2 separate regions of the Rattus norvegicus genome follow, and region 1 is linked to region 2. A link is a contact called in public Hi-C data. All regions are on one chromosome and are shown on one strand. The core of a region is the stretch at or near the end of the contact, and the rest is flanking DNA. Distances in the headings are between cores, read along the strand shown. Region 1 has its middle 70 kb from the start of Cebpb. Region 2 holds the start of Cebpb (CCAAT/enhancer binding protein beta).

Region 1 (3,743 bases), core at 482-2,981, 70 kb after region 2:
TGCGCATGCTTGCATACGTGTGTGTTTGCATGCAAGCGAGCGGGGCGGGGGGGGGCTGGAGGGGAGGGGTGAGAGCAAGCCTGGGGCTTCTAATTAGCTGCTGGCCCTTTCTCAGTGGCCCCAGGACCCATCAGTGTTGGGAAATAGCACCTTTGATAACTGGGACCCTGTGCTGCAGGCACCATTGGACCTGTCCAAGACTCCCGCGCCTTCTCAACGTCTTCTGCTGCTGGGTGAGCCCCTGGGGGTCAGGGGGAGGTGGACAGCTGCCCCCAGGCTCTTGCAGAAGAGGGCTGCTATGCTGCTATGCTTTACAGATATCCAGCCCTTCCCTCCACCAGGGTAAGCAGCAGGAGCTATGAGCTTAGGGTGGTCTTGAGGTAGCCCCCAACCTCCAGGTCTCCCTCTATGTTAATGGCCCCCATTCTCACTTGTCATATATCTGATGGCTTGTCAGTTTGGACCTTTCAGACTCATCCACAACCTGTCTGTGTCCCACATACCCCGCCTCCCACCGCACAGTTTTCACCTGGCCTGGCCTTCAGTATTCCTGCTCCTTGGTGGTCACCAGTCACCACCAACCCTTCAATGGCCTCCTTGCTGCTCTGCATGAACCTCAGGGCCTTTGCACAGTCTCTGTCCTTGTCAGAGCCCATGTCTTCAGTGTGTTCACAGGGGGCTTTGCTCTTTCTAAGGTCTCTGCCAATGCCACTGCTTAACCCCTTCTATCCCGTGTTCCCTGCTACTGCGTCCCACTGTGAAGCCAAGATTTCCTCTGAGGGCACAGGAGTCCCAGAGAGCGGATGGGGATGCAAAGGTCTGGAGTGCCATGTGGATGTGGTGGGCACTGTGCAGCCAGACGGGGAGAGCGGGTCGGGGCCTCTGGGAGTGACCTCAGGAAGCTGTGTCTCTCTCTCTCTCTCTTGACCCAGGAATCTACAACAGCTGTTGGAGGCCGCCTAAGTGAATCGTCATTTGACAAATAAAAAGTGAAGGCCTAGAAGTTGCCTCTGTGCCAGGAGCATGGAGAAGAGGGTGTGTGTGTGTGTGTGTGTGTGTGTGTGTGTGTATGTTATATGTGTATGTGTGTATGTGTTCTATGTGTGTGTATGTGAATCTGTATGTATGTGTGTATGTGTGTGTATTTGTGTGTATGTGTGTGTGTGTTCTATGTGTATGTATGTGAATCTGTATGTATGTGTGTATGTGTGTGTATGTGTGTGTATTTGTGTGTGTATGTGTTGTATGTGTGTGTGTGTCCTATGTGTGTATGCATGTGTATGTGTTGTATGTGTGTATGCGTGTATGTGTTCTATGTGTGTGTATGTGAATCTGTATGTATGTGTGTATGTGTGTGTATTTGTGTGTATTTGTGTGTGTGTTATATGTGTGTGTGTCCTATGTGTGTATGTATGTGTATGTGTTGTATATGTGTGTATGTGTGTATGCATGTGTTATATATGTGTATGTGTGTTGTGTGTGTATGCGTGTATGTATGTGTTATATGTGTGCGTGTGTGTGTGTGTGGTGTGTGTGGTGTGTGTGAGCAGTCACTCACACCTCAGTCTGAATGAGCTTTCTAGATTCTCGGTCACCTGGTGACTTGGTGACTTCTAGATCTTGTAGGGCCTGGGAGACAGAGAGAAGGCAGGGCAGAGCTTAGGGTGGGGCCAGGCTCTTTTAGCCCAGCCTTTGCCCTGGCCTGGTTCCCTACAGGGCTCAGGATTGCACAATCATACCACCCACGGCTGTGACCTAGGCGGGTGACACAGTCTCTGGGAGCCACCCCTGGACCATGTGTCCTGGTTATATGCACAGGGCCCCAGTCAGCATGAGCACACCCCTGCATAGCCTGACATTTCCTGGCTGTGTGACTCTGGGCAAGTCACTTCCCCTCTCTGAGCCCAGAGTTCCTCTTCTGGCAGTGAAGATAGCCTCCCTGCTGAGTGCTGGGAGAGGTGCTTTTCTTCTGCCCCTCAGGCAGTGTGGCCATTCTTCAGAAATGTGGGTATAGTCCACCTCAGGACCTTTGCATGCACTATTTTGTCTGCCTGGAAGCCCTTTCCCCAAAAGAGTCCCTGCACCCTGGCCTGCACTCCCTTCTTGTTCTATGTATCTCTGTAACTCTAACCACCGCTGCAGGCTTGGTGACTTTGCTGGTATGTCCGTGCCCCCAGGGCCAGCTCCATTTTGGCCCTTCTTGCTCACTGTTGGGTCCCCTGCACTCTTGAAAGACAGAGCACAAGAAACTTGTCAATAAGAGCTGGAGAATGAATCAAGGAATGAATGGAAGGCACTTAGCTCCTCACGAGTCCCGGGAAGCTCGCCCAGCGCCCTGTGGTGGGAGAGATTTCCACAGCCCCTTCCCAGGATTCCCTGAGTCCAGCTCTTCCAAGCTAACCCTCCCCAGCCACTGCCTCTCCCAGTTCCTACTGCCCCTCCAGTCTGGTTCTGGGTCAGGACGACCTCTGGGGCATCCAGGCTGAGGGCAGCTCTAGGACCAAGGCTAAAGCTTCTGGGAGGAGAGAGCCAAACTTCAGGGCTTCCTGCTCAGGGCCACCAACTCCTGGTGCTTTCTAAGAAATCATAAGAGGGACCCCATTCCTGCCAAATGGGAACAAACCGATCCTCACTGGGCAGAGGGGCTGCGTCTCAGGCCTGACCTCTTGGGGTCCTTTGCTGCTTATGAGACATCCTAGTCTTGACGCTGGCTTTCTGGAGCCTGTGGCAGGCTGTGATGACAGGTGCCATCATGGCTGTCTGGTGGCTTGGGCTCATCACCCCATACTCCTTGTCTTAGTTTTCTTGCTGGAGATACTTGGAGGACAAGGTCAGTCCTGCGGGTTCTGAGGTCCCCAGCCGGATCTGAGGCCGGTTCCCTGGCTGTAGGGGTCGAGTCCCCCAAGTCTCCATGGCCCCACAGAGCCCCTCAGCGGTGGTTGCCCTGCAGCCCTCCCTCTGTCTCCTCTGTCTGCTGCCTGCCGGCCTCCCTCACTTCTCTAGAACCAGCTTGTTTTTGTTTTCTGTTTTTACGGCTCCATAAATGAGTCACGGGCCTGATTTGATTTAATTTCGTCGTAATTGTTATCTTTTCGACCTTGTTTTTTTCCACTCGTTACTCACGAGACCACAAAACCTAAACAGGACGGGGCCTTCCCTGACCCAGGGCCTGGCCCAGGGTCAGCAGCTCCTGGGGACAGGGTGGGCTCCTGGGGGAGGCTCTGGCTGTCACCTCGATTTGGGGGAAGTTATCTGGATCTCCGGGCTGCTGCCAGCGTCCTCCACAGTGAGGCTCACTAGGAGAGCCACCTTGCAAACACCTCTGGCCCAGGAGAGGAGACACCACGCTTGAGGCGGGGAGCTGGGGACAGACTCCTCTGGGGGCGGCACCCTGAGCCGGCACACCGCCCATATTTTTCCACGTATTAAGAGGAACCAGAAGTCTGAGGTCATGTGTGAAAACTCCTGATTTTTAAATGCTGGCCAGCAAATCAAATTAAAAACAAACAAACACAACGCCAGTGTGTGCCTCTACGTGGCTTCTTTGGCCATTTCTGGCTTAGAAGTTTCTGGAAGAGCTGGCCTTGCCCCCGGTCCAGCTGTTTGCTCTTTCTCCTCATAGCCACAGTCACCGCTCCAGAGCACCAGGGTGACTCCTGAGCCCATAGCCACGCATGTCCCTGGTCACCTCCCACAGCCTCTGATCTCTGGGGTGATGGCAGCCTTGACCAATGCCCCCAGCA
Region 2 (3,664 bases), core at 331-2,830:
GTGAAATAGGCTTTCAGGTTAGGAGTGTTAGGGAGCTTGGGGCTCAGGAAATCTTGGAGGGCTTCCTGGAGGCAAGCTCAGCCGAGACCCCAGCAGGGAACTCCTGGAGCAGGGTTGAGGGAATAGGGAGCACTGCCTTTCTGGAGCCCAGTCTGAGGGGAAACTGAGGGAAGGAGGGCAATGGTGTGAATGGTGGCCTAGAGGCAGAAAGAACAGTCACCAGTGTTGGATGAGGGAAGGCCTGTCAGTGAAGCCCCAATGTCCCACTTTATAGCCAGGCCTGGCTGGGTGGCCCTGGGGATGTCACCACGCCTCTCTGGGCCCTGATCCCTTCCTGGCCCAGAGGCTGCTGGGAAGGCCAGAAAGCCGCAGGCAGGGCTAGTGTCTTATCCTTTCCCTCCCTGCCCCCCACCCCCAAGGGCACAGGGAGATGTCATTTCTCCAGCTCTTGGGGGCGGAGGTCACCCCAGCTCAGCAGATAACACCGAAGGTTGAGCAACACCCCGCCAGCTTGCCGGGGCCAGGCCTGGGGTCAATGGGTCGGGGGTCAGCCCCAGGCAGGTTGGCAGCTCCCGCTTGAGTGGCCCGGCTGGGAGTGGCAGAAGAGTGGGCCCCCAAAGTTGTCCTGGGCCTTCTCGGAAGAGTCTCACCGGGGAGAGGCTGGTGGTCCAACCTGGTGCCCATTCAAGTGCATGGAGAGTTTGTTTTTCCAGCTCTCCGGGTGACCGTTGCGTCCTTACGACTGGACTTGGGTCTGCCATGTTCCCACCGCAACCACCTGAGGAGCTGCAGCCTCCGGGGAGGGCTGTGCGGGTCTTTCTTGGGGTCCATTTGTCTCTGATACCCGGACACCACTACCGACAATACCAACACTGTCCACGGAGGAAACTCAGAGGAGCAAAGTGACTCACCCACAGACACAGTGTGGCAGAACCCCCACCCTTGCCACCTTCGCGGAGAGGCGTGGGGAGTGGAGTAGGCTGGTGCGGTGGGCGGGCCATACAAAGGGTTGAGGGTTGGGATCCGGGGACAGTAAGCATCCCCGGGGTGGGCGTGCACAGGGTGGAGAGTTCTGCTTCCAGGAGTTGGGGTCTCAGAGGCGTGGGCAGCACCTGGGTGGGCGGACATGCACCGGGTGGAAGGCTGTTTCCAGGGAGTTGGGGACCGGGGACAGCGGGCGGGATCCGACGGTTGGGGTCGTGCACCGGGTGGACTGATCTGTTTCCCAGAAGTTGGGGGCCCGGGAGAGCGGACAGGAGCCGGACCAGTCACCGCGTCCTCCAGCAGGGGGCGGGCGGCGGCAGCGCTCCTCAGTGTTCCCGAGGGGCGGGAAGGGGGCGGGCTAGCGTCACCCGCGTCCGTGGCGATCGCGGGGCTGGCGGGGCGCCCAGGACACCGCTCAGTATCCCGCGCGCGGACCCCCGCCGCTCCCCACTCCCCGCCGCGCCCTCTCGCGCTCCCGCGGCCGGGCAATGACGCGCACCGACCCGGCGGCGGGGCGGCGGGAGGGGCCCCGGCGTGACGCAGCCCGTTGCCAGGCGCCGCCTTATAAACCTCCCGCTCGGCCGCCGCCGAGCCGAGTCCGAGCCGCGCACGGGACCGGGACGCAGCGGAGCCCGCGGGCCCCGCGTTCATGCACCGCCTGCTGGCCTGGGACGCAGCATGCCTCCCGCCGCCGCCCGCCGCCTTTAGACCCATGGAAGTGGCCAACTTCTACTACGAGCCCGACTGCCTGGCCTACGGGGCCAAGGCGGCCCGCGCCGCGCCGCGCGCCCCCGCCGCCGAGCCGGCCATCGGCGAGCACGAGCGCGCCATCGACTTCAGCCCCTACCTGGAGCCGCTCGCGCCCGCCGCCGCGGACTTCGCCGCGCCCGCGCCCGCGCACCACGACTTCCTTTCCGACCTCTTCGCCGACGACTACGGCGCCAAGCCGAGCAAGAAGCCGTCCGACTACGGTTACGTGAGCCTCGGCCGCGCGGGCGCCAAGGCCGCACCGCCCGCCTGCTTCCCGCCGCCGCCTCCCGCCGCACTCAAGGCCGAGCCGGGCTTCGAACCCGCGGACTGCAAGCGCGCGGACGACGCGCCCGCCATGGCGGCCGGCTTCCCGTTCGCCCTGCGCGCCTACCTGGGCTACCAGGCGACGCCGAGCGGCAGCAGCGGCAGCCTGTCCACGTCGTCGTCGTCCAGCCCGCCCGGGACGCCGAGCCCCGCCGACGCCAAGGCCGCGCCCGCCGCCTGCTTCGCGGGGCCGCCGGCCGCGCCCGCCAAGGCCAAGGCCAAGAAGGCGGTGGACAAGCTGAGCGACGAGTACAAGATGCGGCGCGAGCGCAACAACATCGCGGTGCGCAAGAGCCGCGACAAGGCCAAGATGCGCAACCTGGAGACGCAGCACAAGGTGCTGGAGCTGACGGCGGAGAACGAGCGGCTGCAGAAGAAGGTGGAGCAGCTGTCGCGAGAGCTCAGCACGCTGCGGAACTTGTTCAAGCAGCTGCCCGAGCCGCTGCTGGCCTCGGCGGGTCACTGCTAGCCCGGCGGGGGTGGCGTGGGGGCGCCGCGGCCACCCTGGGCACCGTGCGCCCTGCCCCGCGCGCTCCGTCCCCGCGCGCGCCCGGGGCACCGTGCGTGCACCGCGCGCACCTGCACCTGCACCGAGGGGACACCGTGGGCACCGCGCGCACGCACCTGCACCGCGCACCGGGTTTCGGGACTTGATGCAATCCGGATCAAACGTGGCTGAGCGCGTGTGGACACGGGACTGACGCAACACACGTGTAACTGTCAGCCGGGCCCTGAGTAATCACTTAAAGATGTTCCTGCGGGGTTGTTGCTGTTGATGTTTTTGTTTTTGTTTTTTGTTTTTTGTTTTTTTTTTGGTCTTATTATTTTTTTGTATTATATAAAAAAGTTCTATTTCTATGAGAAAAGAGGCGTATGTATATTTTGAGAACCTTTTCCGTTTCGAGCATTAAAGTGAAGACATTTTAATAAACTTTTTTGGAGAATGTTTAAAAAGCCTTTTGGGGGCAGTAGTTGGCTTTTGAAAAAAAATTTTTTTTCTTCCCTCCTGACTTTGGATTTATGCGAGATTTTGTTTTTTGTGTTTCTGGTGTGTAGGGGGCTGCGGGTTATTTTTGGGTTGTGTGTGGTGGTGGGTGGGGGTGTCGCATCTGGGTTTTTCTCCTCCCCTGGCAGATGGGATGCCAGCCCCTCCCCCCAGGAGAGGGGGCAGAGTGCCGGGTCAGGAATTCAGGGTGACTCAGCACCCATGGGTGCCGGGGACCTTGCTAGAAACCCTGCTTGGGACGGGCCGCCCTCTGGGCTTGGTTTGAGTATCAGGCTTGTGTTGACTAGGCAGGCAGTGACTATGTAGGAAGGGCTAGTCCAGACAGCCGGATCAGGGAGGTGAGCACTGTGTTCAAAGTACTGTGTGTTTGGTGGTGTGTAGCGCCCCCCCCACCCCATCCCATGTCTGTTTGGTTTCTATGTCCCTGTGTAGCTGGAAGAGAGACTGGGCCAAGAGGAGGGCGAAGGGGACAGACAGTTCCTTCTCCACTTTCCCTTTCTCACTACTTCTCTGCCCAGAAGGGCCTAGGGGCCTCCCTTACGTGCTCAAGGTGGCTGAGCCAGGACTTGAATGCAGGGCCACCACTCACAGCTTTGCTGC

What was found. A called contact is a pair of places that touch in the nucleus more often than the background predicts.
Region 1: a Hi-C map of liver shows a contact between it and region 2, with 4 times the contacts expected there. The contact joins the enhancer-like site here to the promoter of Cebpb in region 2. A contact is called at or near these places in 7 of 12 Hi-C or Micro-C datasets (Schwann cells, hepatocytes, kidney and 2 more).

The regions. Positions count from the first base shown.
Region 1 is chr3:176,885,125-176,888,867 of GRCr8, forward strand. No RefSeq gene overlaps it. Among named protein-coding and RNA genes, the nearest start is that of Cebpb, 70 kb to the left of the region's middle. Within about 2 kb of position 1,732, at least 22 of the 93 cell types and tissues checked have an H3K27ac peak or open chromatin away from gene starts, as enhancers often do. A contact at or near this core is called in Schwann cells, hepatocytes and liver, where this site is marked.
Region 2 is chr3:176,815,425-176,819,088 of GRCr8, forward strand. It overlaps Cebpb (CCAAT/enhancer binding protein beta), which reads left to right and starts at 1,581. Exons shown (of 1, transcript NM_024125.5): 1 at 1,581-3,012. The coding sequence starts at 1,634. The coding sequence ends at 2,527.